Regions from separate parts of the Arabidopsis thaliana genome. Here region 2 is linked to region 1. The links are chromatin contacts, called in public capture Hi-C maps. All regions are on one chromosome and are shown on one strand. The core of a region is the stretch at or near the end of the contact, and the rest is flanking DNA. Distances in the headings are between cores, read along the strand shown.

Region 1 (2,892 bases), core at 276-2,775:
TTGTACAGTGAATATTTGTATGGCCACAATCAGATTTAGTTTGATATTATCAATTATTCAAATTTATGCAGAATTTTCTTCAAGTTACATACATGGCTTGTATGCATATTCTTCCGTAGCAGTTCTAACCCCGACATAAGGGATAGGGCAGCGGTGTATGGACCTCATATTTAATATTAAAAAATTATAAAAAAATTGTTAGTGGTATAAAATACTCTCGAAAATATAAATACATTTTTTTTTGTCACAATAATACATATTTATATTTGCAAATATAGAATTTTATTTAAATAACAAGACTAAAATCTTCTTTTTTTTCCCTAAGGCTCTTTTTACAGTTGGGCCGGGGCTGATCAGTTCGCTATTGAAGTATACATGTCAAAGAAAATGAAGGAGAATAAACCATCGTATTAATTAAATCGATTTGACTAATGAGACAACTTAATTCAGCTTTAATATAGTTTAAATTTCGTACATGACCAGGTAATCAAATTTTCTAAACAAATGGAACAATATCAGATAGGGTAAACTGTTACCATCTGTGTAACTTTGCAAATTAGTAAGTCTAAATTATAAGAAACGATGACTTGTACTTCTAAAACTCCAGCATATCATATAAAATTTTGAGGTTTGAGACATTTCTATAAGTTCAGATTTAATTCTTCCTAACGTATGAGGTTAGGTATTTTCTGTCGCTTTACCAAAAAATTTGACGTTTCCCATACGTTTTAGCTTGTTATGTCATTGTTGCATAATTTATGACCAACCAAACCTAAGACCAAATCAGGTTTTTAGATAGTCCTTTTTTCCTTTGAAATTATAAGATGTTTTGGTTGTATTGGCATAGATTACAAAAATTACTCCCCCCATTTTAGATTAGCTGTCGTTGAAGATTTTTACAGAATAATAAAAAAACATTCAATTTTTCTGTTTTACCCTAATTAATGTATTGTTATATTTGATATCATCAATAAATACGTTTAAAAATGTTGATAAAATTGGAAACTTTGTCAAACATCTGCATTGTAATATATAATCTAAAAAAAATGATTTCTTATATTCTATCAAATATGGCTAACTATACACATATAATTTGGGCTGAGCTGTCATCTTTCGACATGAAATTACTCCGAATTATACATAATTTGCCAGAGAAGTTATGTTACATAACAACACTCATATTCAAAAGAAAACTAGATGTATAATGTATTAGCTATTATTTAAGTAACACTAACAACTAAATAAAATAGAATGGATGAAACTATAAAAAATTAAGAATTATTATTGAATGAGTATATTTTTTTCTATTTTGGTCAAACGTCGAGGTGGAGTTTAAGAAAATCGTGATTCTAAAATAGTGCAATAATGAAATATTAAAAAATCACGTTATCATCTTGTTCTTTTATTTTCCACTATTTTCTCTTGAAATTTAAATGAAATATGTTATTTTCCAAAATGTTGTTACAACCGATTTACTATCTCATAAATATGTTCTTTTGTGATTTTAATTTTTGTATTATTAATGTTCCCCTGCTTTTTGTTGACTAAACAACTCGTTACTCGTTAGATATATATTCACGTTGAGAAAAAAGCGTTTAACCAAAACACTTAGGTATATTGAAGAGTTCTAAAATTAGAACGCCAACCTTCCAAATCAACACACCTACGACAATTCTAGTCCTACAACATAGATCCTTCTAGCAAACCACAAGGAAACTTCTTGTGGAAAACACTAACACTATCCTCACTCAGTTACTCTCGTATTGCTCTACCTAGAGTTTCTAATTCTGCTATGTTATAAAAATTCTTACATACTTATTCTTTTTTTTCTTTCTAAACATTCCATTCGTTTTAAAAGCTAGGCCCACGATTAGTAGTTAAAATATTTTAATTTTTAAAAATATGGGTTACATATTTTTTATTCTTTTTAGAGCTCCGAGATTTCAGAGCATGTTCTAATTGGATATGTGATATTTAATCAGAAGTAGTTTTAATATTGTTTTTTTTTTATAAAAGAAAATGTAGGTAGGTTTACGTACAAGTAGTAGATATGATGGCTCAACAAAACGGGTCAACATTTACGGGTCTATATATATTCGTGCCTCATCGCCGAAGGTGTTATGGTTCAAAACAATCTATCGTACTTAGTTATTAATTGGATAGATATAAGTTTCTTCAATGGACTCCAATTGCATTCAGTTCCTCCATGACAAGACGATTCTCGTCACCGGTGTTCCCGGTTTCCTCGCCAAAGGTACCAACTTGGATCCGTTACCATACAAACAAAGATTTTGTGATTCAGTCCAATGTTTGTGTTTATTGTTTTAGTGACTACGGTTCATTACTCATTACGGCCTTTGAATTTCATTTGCATGGCATATATAACATTAATTAGTGAACGTAAACTAACAATTTTTCACATTTTATCACTGGCAGTTCCTTATTTAATTTGGTATTCGTATATATTTTTCATAAATAACTTAAACTTTCGATATTATATTATTCATTAATTTGTTCAATCTCTTTTTGTCGTCCATAGAGCAATAACTTCTAGTTTTGTCTCTTTCTATTTTCATCTAGAATCTATCTATTTCTAATTTTGACTAATGCTATCAGTTGCGATGGTGAACTACTTCCTCTCTCCGCGGAATTTTCTCATCAAAACTATTTTGTTTAACTGAATAAATTTCTAACATAATTAGTGACTTTAAAATTTTAATTTAACTTATAATTTTTATAAATATTTTAGTGTTTGTGGAGAAAATATTGAGGATTCAACCAAAGGTAAAGAAGCTTTTCCTTCTTTTGAGAGCAGCAGACAATGAATCAGCCATGCAACGGTTTCACAGTGAGGTAAAAATAAACATTTGGTCATATATATAAACTAATATC
Region 2 (2,892 bases), core at 216-2,715, 290 kb after region 1:
TTTTGCTTTAATTAAGGAAAAGACCAATTAATAGAGAGAATAAGGTCTATATATATAATCACTCTTAACTTTTCCCTTTAAATATCTACGTATACATTATTATAGACTTTTTGACCAAAAATCCCTCAACTATTTATTATTTTCAATATTAGTCCTTACAAATATAATCTCAAACAAATAATTTATAACTAAAAATTTACAATTAGTTAATTGCATTAATTAGTTGAATTCACTCCAAAGACACTTAAATTGTTATAGAAACTTATCATAACTTTTTTTGAATCACATAACTCCAACGCCACAAATTTTTTATAGAAAGTTTTCATACTCAACAATGTGCATTCATTTCAAATAAAATTCTCACTTCAGATATATGGTAAATATCAAACTACATATATGACTTTTCCTAGATAATACAAGTTTTAAATCATTATTACTTCTAAAAAAAACTCAATTCGTAAACAAAAAATACTGAATTTTAGCATAATAAACTAATATTCAGCAAATATCATAACATAAAACATGAATAACACAAGCGATAAAAATTATAGAATTTTGAATATATTATTCATATACAAATAATAATACTTATAAAAATATTTATAACTTTTCAATGAATATATACGCCCGCAGTGTACCGCGGGTCAATATCTAGTAGACTATTAATAATGGGATTACAAAACTAGTATACCTTCGTCTAAATTTTTGATAATTAATAACAACTAAACTTTTGTTCTTTTTGTAATCAGAATTCCGATGTTTGATAAGTTTATATTAATCTATGATATTATTAGACTATATAGTTACATTGGATTTTCAAACAAATTATCATTTTATCAAATTATGTTAAATATTACCTTGATCTGACTCGAGATCGGAAAATAATTAATTTATAGTGATTATTAATTTATCGAATGTTAATTTATAAAGGTCATTTTTCGTACAAAGTATTTACGAATCTAATCGGTTTTAGTGGTTTTTGCTTCCTAGCCATGAAAACCGGATTTAAACGGATGAGTATACAGAACATAAAACTCAATGGCTCTTCCCAAACCCAATGCATTTCAAATTTTCTTGTTTTCTTGCATACATCTTATATTCTCAATCTTAATTTGGTAACTGAATAATGATCTTTTCTTACAAAATTTCTCATAGAAAATTCAGGAAATTGTTTCTACTTGGGAGAGCGACATCAAATATGGCATTACTCAAGCTCGGTATGTACAAGACTTGGTGGATGTTGCTACTCCGTCATTTCTTCTAAGCCGCTAGCATCAAAACGAGTTTCGAGCTCCCTCTCTTGGAGCAGTGATTGGAGAAGTTGATGATGTGCAATGTGGACCTTACACTCTTACTCTGTATTGGCGAGTAAAGATCTGTGGTATCCATATTATTGGGTAATGACTATGCTCATGACATACGTTATCATCCCAAGAGCACACAACTCCACGGTTTAGCAATGAAGATGGATATGCTAGAGGATGAAATGAGCCTTTGCAAAGTCATGATGCTCTATTTAGCAGAGGGACGATCGCTAGAGTTAATAGAGAATATATTCAGATCTTCCAAAACGAAAGGAAGAGTGATATATAACACCATGATCTCGGTGTATGGAAAACACTTTGCTGAGAATGCACACCAGTTGTTTCTGGAGATGGTCAACAACAGAATTCGTCTCAGCGGTCACACCTTCAAGTATCATCTAGAAGCATGGACGATAGCCTGCAAACCACAAAGGACTCTTGAATTCTTGCATTTCATGATATTGTTTTTTATAAAGGTATACTTTCCATGTATTATAATAGTTTTGACACCAAAACATAATTTTGAAAAATGAGATCAGTTAGAAAACGTTGACATAATTCTTTTCCCAAATTTTTATGGTAATTATTTTCTTTTAGAGAGTAAGGTGAGAGTTCTGTTTTTTTCCTTATTATATATGTTTTTTATAAAGTTTCATGTTTAATGTTTTCTATGTATGTTTTGCATTCTGATTTTGATTTTAACAAATATAACATCTAAGATCTTTAATTATTTTTGTTTGATTTCTTGCAGGGTAAGAAAAAGATGTAGGATTCTAATTTTTTTATTTGATCTCATCTTCCAAGTTTTTAAAAATATTTGAGCAATTGATGTCAAAATGGATAGAAAACAGAGAAATAAGCTAAGAATATTGTATAATTTTATTATAATATATGTATTTTTATTTCTTACGTTTTAACCTCCACAAATGATACGTTGGGTTAATTAAAAAAGATATGTCATGTTATATATTTTAGTCTCCTATAAAAGAATTGTTACTATGTAACAATCTATATTATTAATTAGGAATCATTCGATATAATATAATCTTATAAAGAATAATATATTATAAAAAAATACCATTGGTACTTTTGCATTTTAGAAAAAAATCGTCGAAGGATAAAGTGGAAAATTGGCAACTAAAAAGAATGCGGGTCTTGGGCTTGGTATCGGATAAACACTCGGATCTATAAAGCTACAACGTCTACTTTGATCTATAATATTATCTACAAGTAAAAAAAGGGATATTGTTGAGGCAACTAAGCACAAAAGCAAAAAGCATCGGACTAAGAAATGAAGAATAAGAACATTTAGGATGAGAAGACTAATGAGAAGGAAATTACATATGATAATACCAAAGAGAAAGAAAGGGATAAAATCAACACCTAAATTTATTGGTTTTTGATTTTTAGGTTGTTCTTGGCAATTTCTTTTGTTTTGTATTCTTTATATCCCTATTTGCCTTTGTGTTGTTTTAATTCTGATAGCATTGTTATGCTTAATAAATAAAGTGTCTAACTCTCGGTTTAAAGAATGAAAGTTCTATGTTATCAGTTGGAGAAAATTTTAGAGTGCTTAGACAACAAAAAT

The links. Capture Hi-C pulls out chosen DNA fragments and counts their contacts.
Region 2: a contact with region 1 is called in a capture Hi-C map of seedling, with 2.7 times the contacts expected there.

Annotation. Positions count from the first base shown.
Region 1 is chr3:16,121,901-16,124,792 of TAIR10.1, forward strand. It overlaps FAR4 (fatty acid reductase 4), which reads left to right and starts at 1,526. Exons shown (of 10, transcript NM_114322.5): 1 at 1,526-2,254; 2 at 2,750-2,853. The coding sequence starts at 2,179. It overlaps AT3G06845 (a long non-coding RNA gene), which reads right to left and starts at 1,723. Exons shown (of 1, transcript NR_141286.1): 1 at 1,514-1,723.
Region 2 is chr3:16,407,538-16,410,429 of TAIR10.1, forward strand. AT3G44935 reads left to right here and starts at 1,466. Exons shown (of 2, transcript NM_148843.1): 1 at 1,466-1,780; 2 at 2,056-2,073. The coding sequence starts at 1,466. The coding sequence ends at 2,073.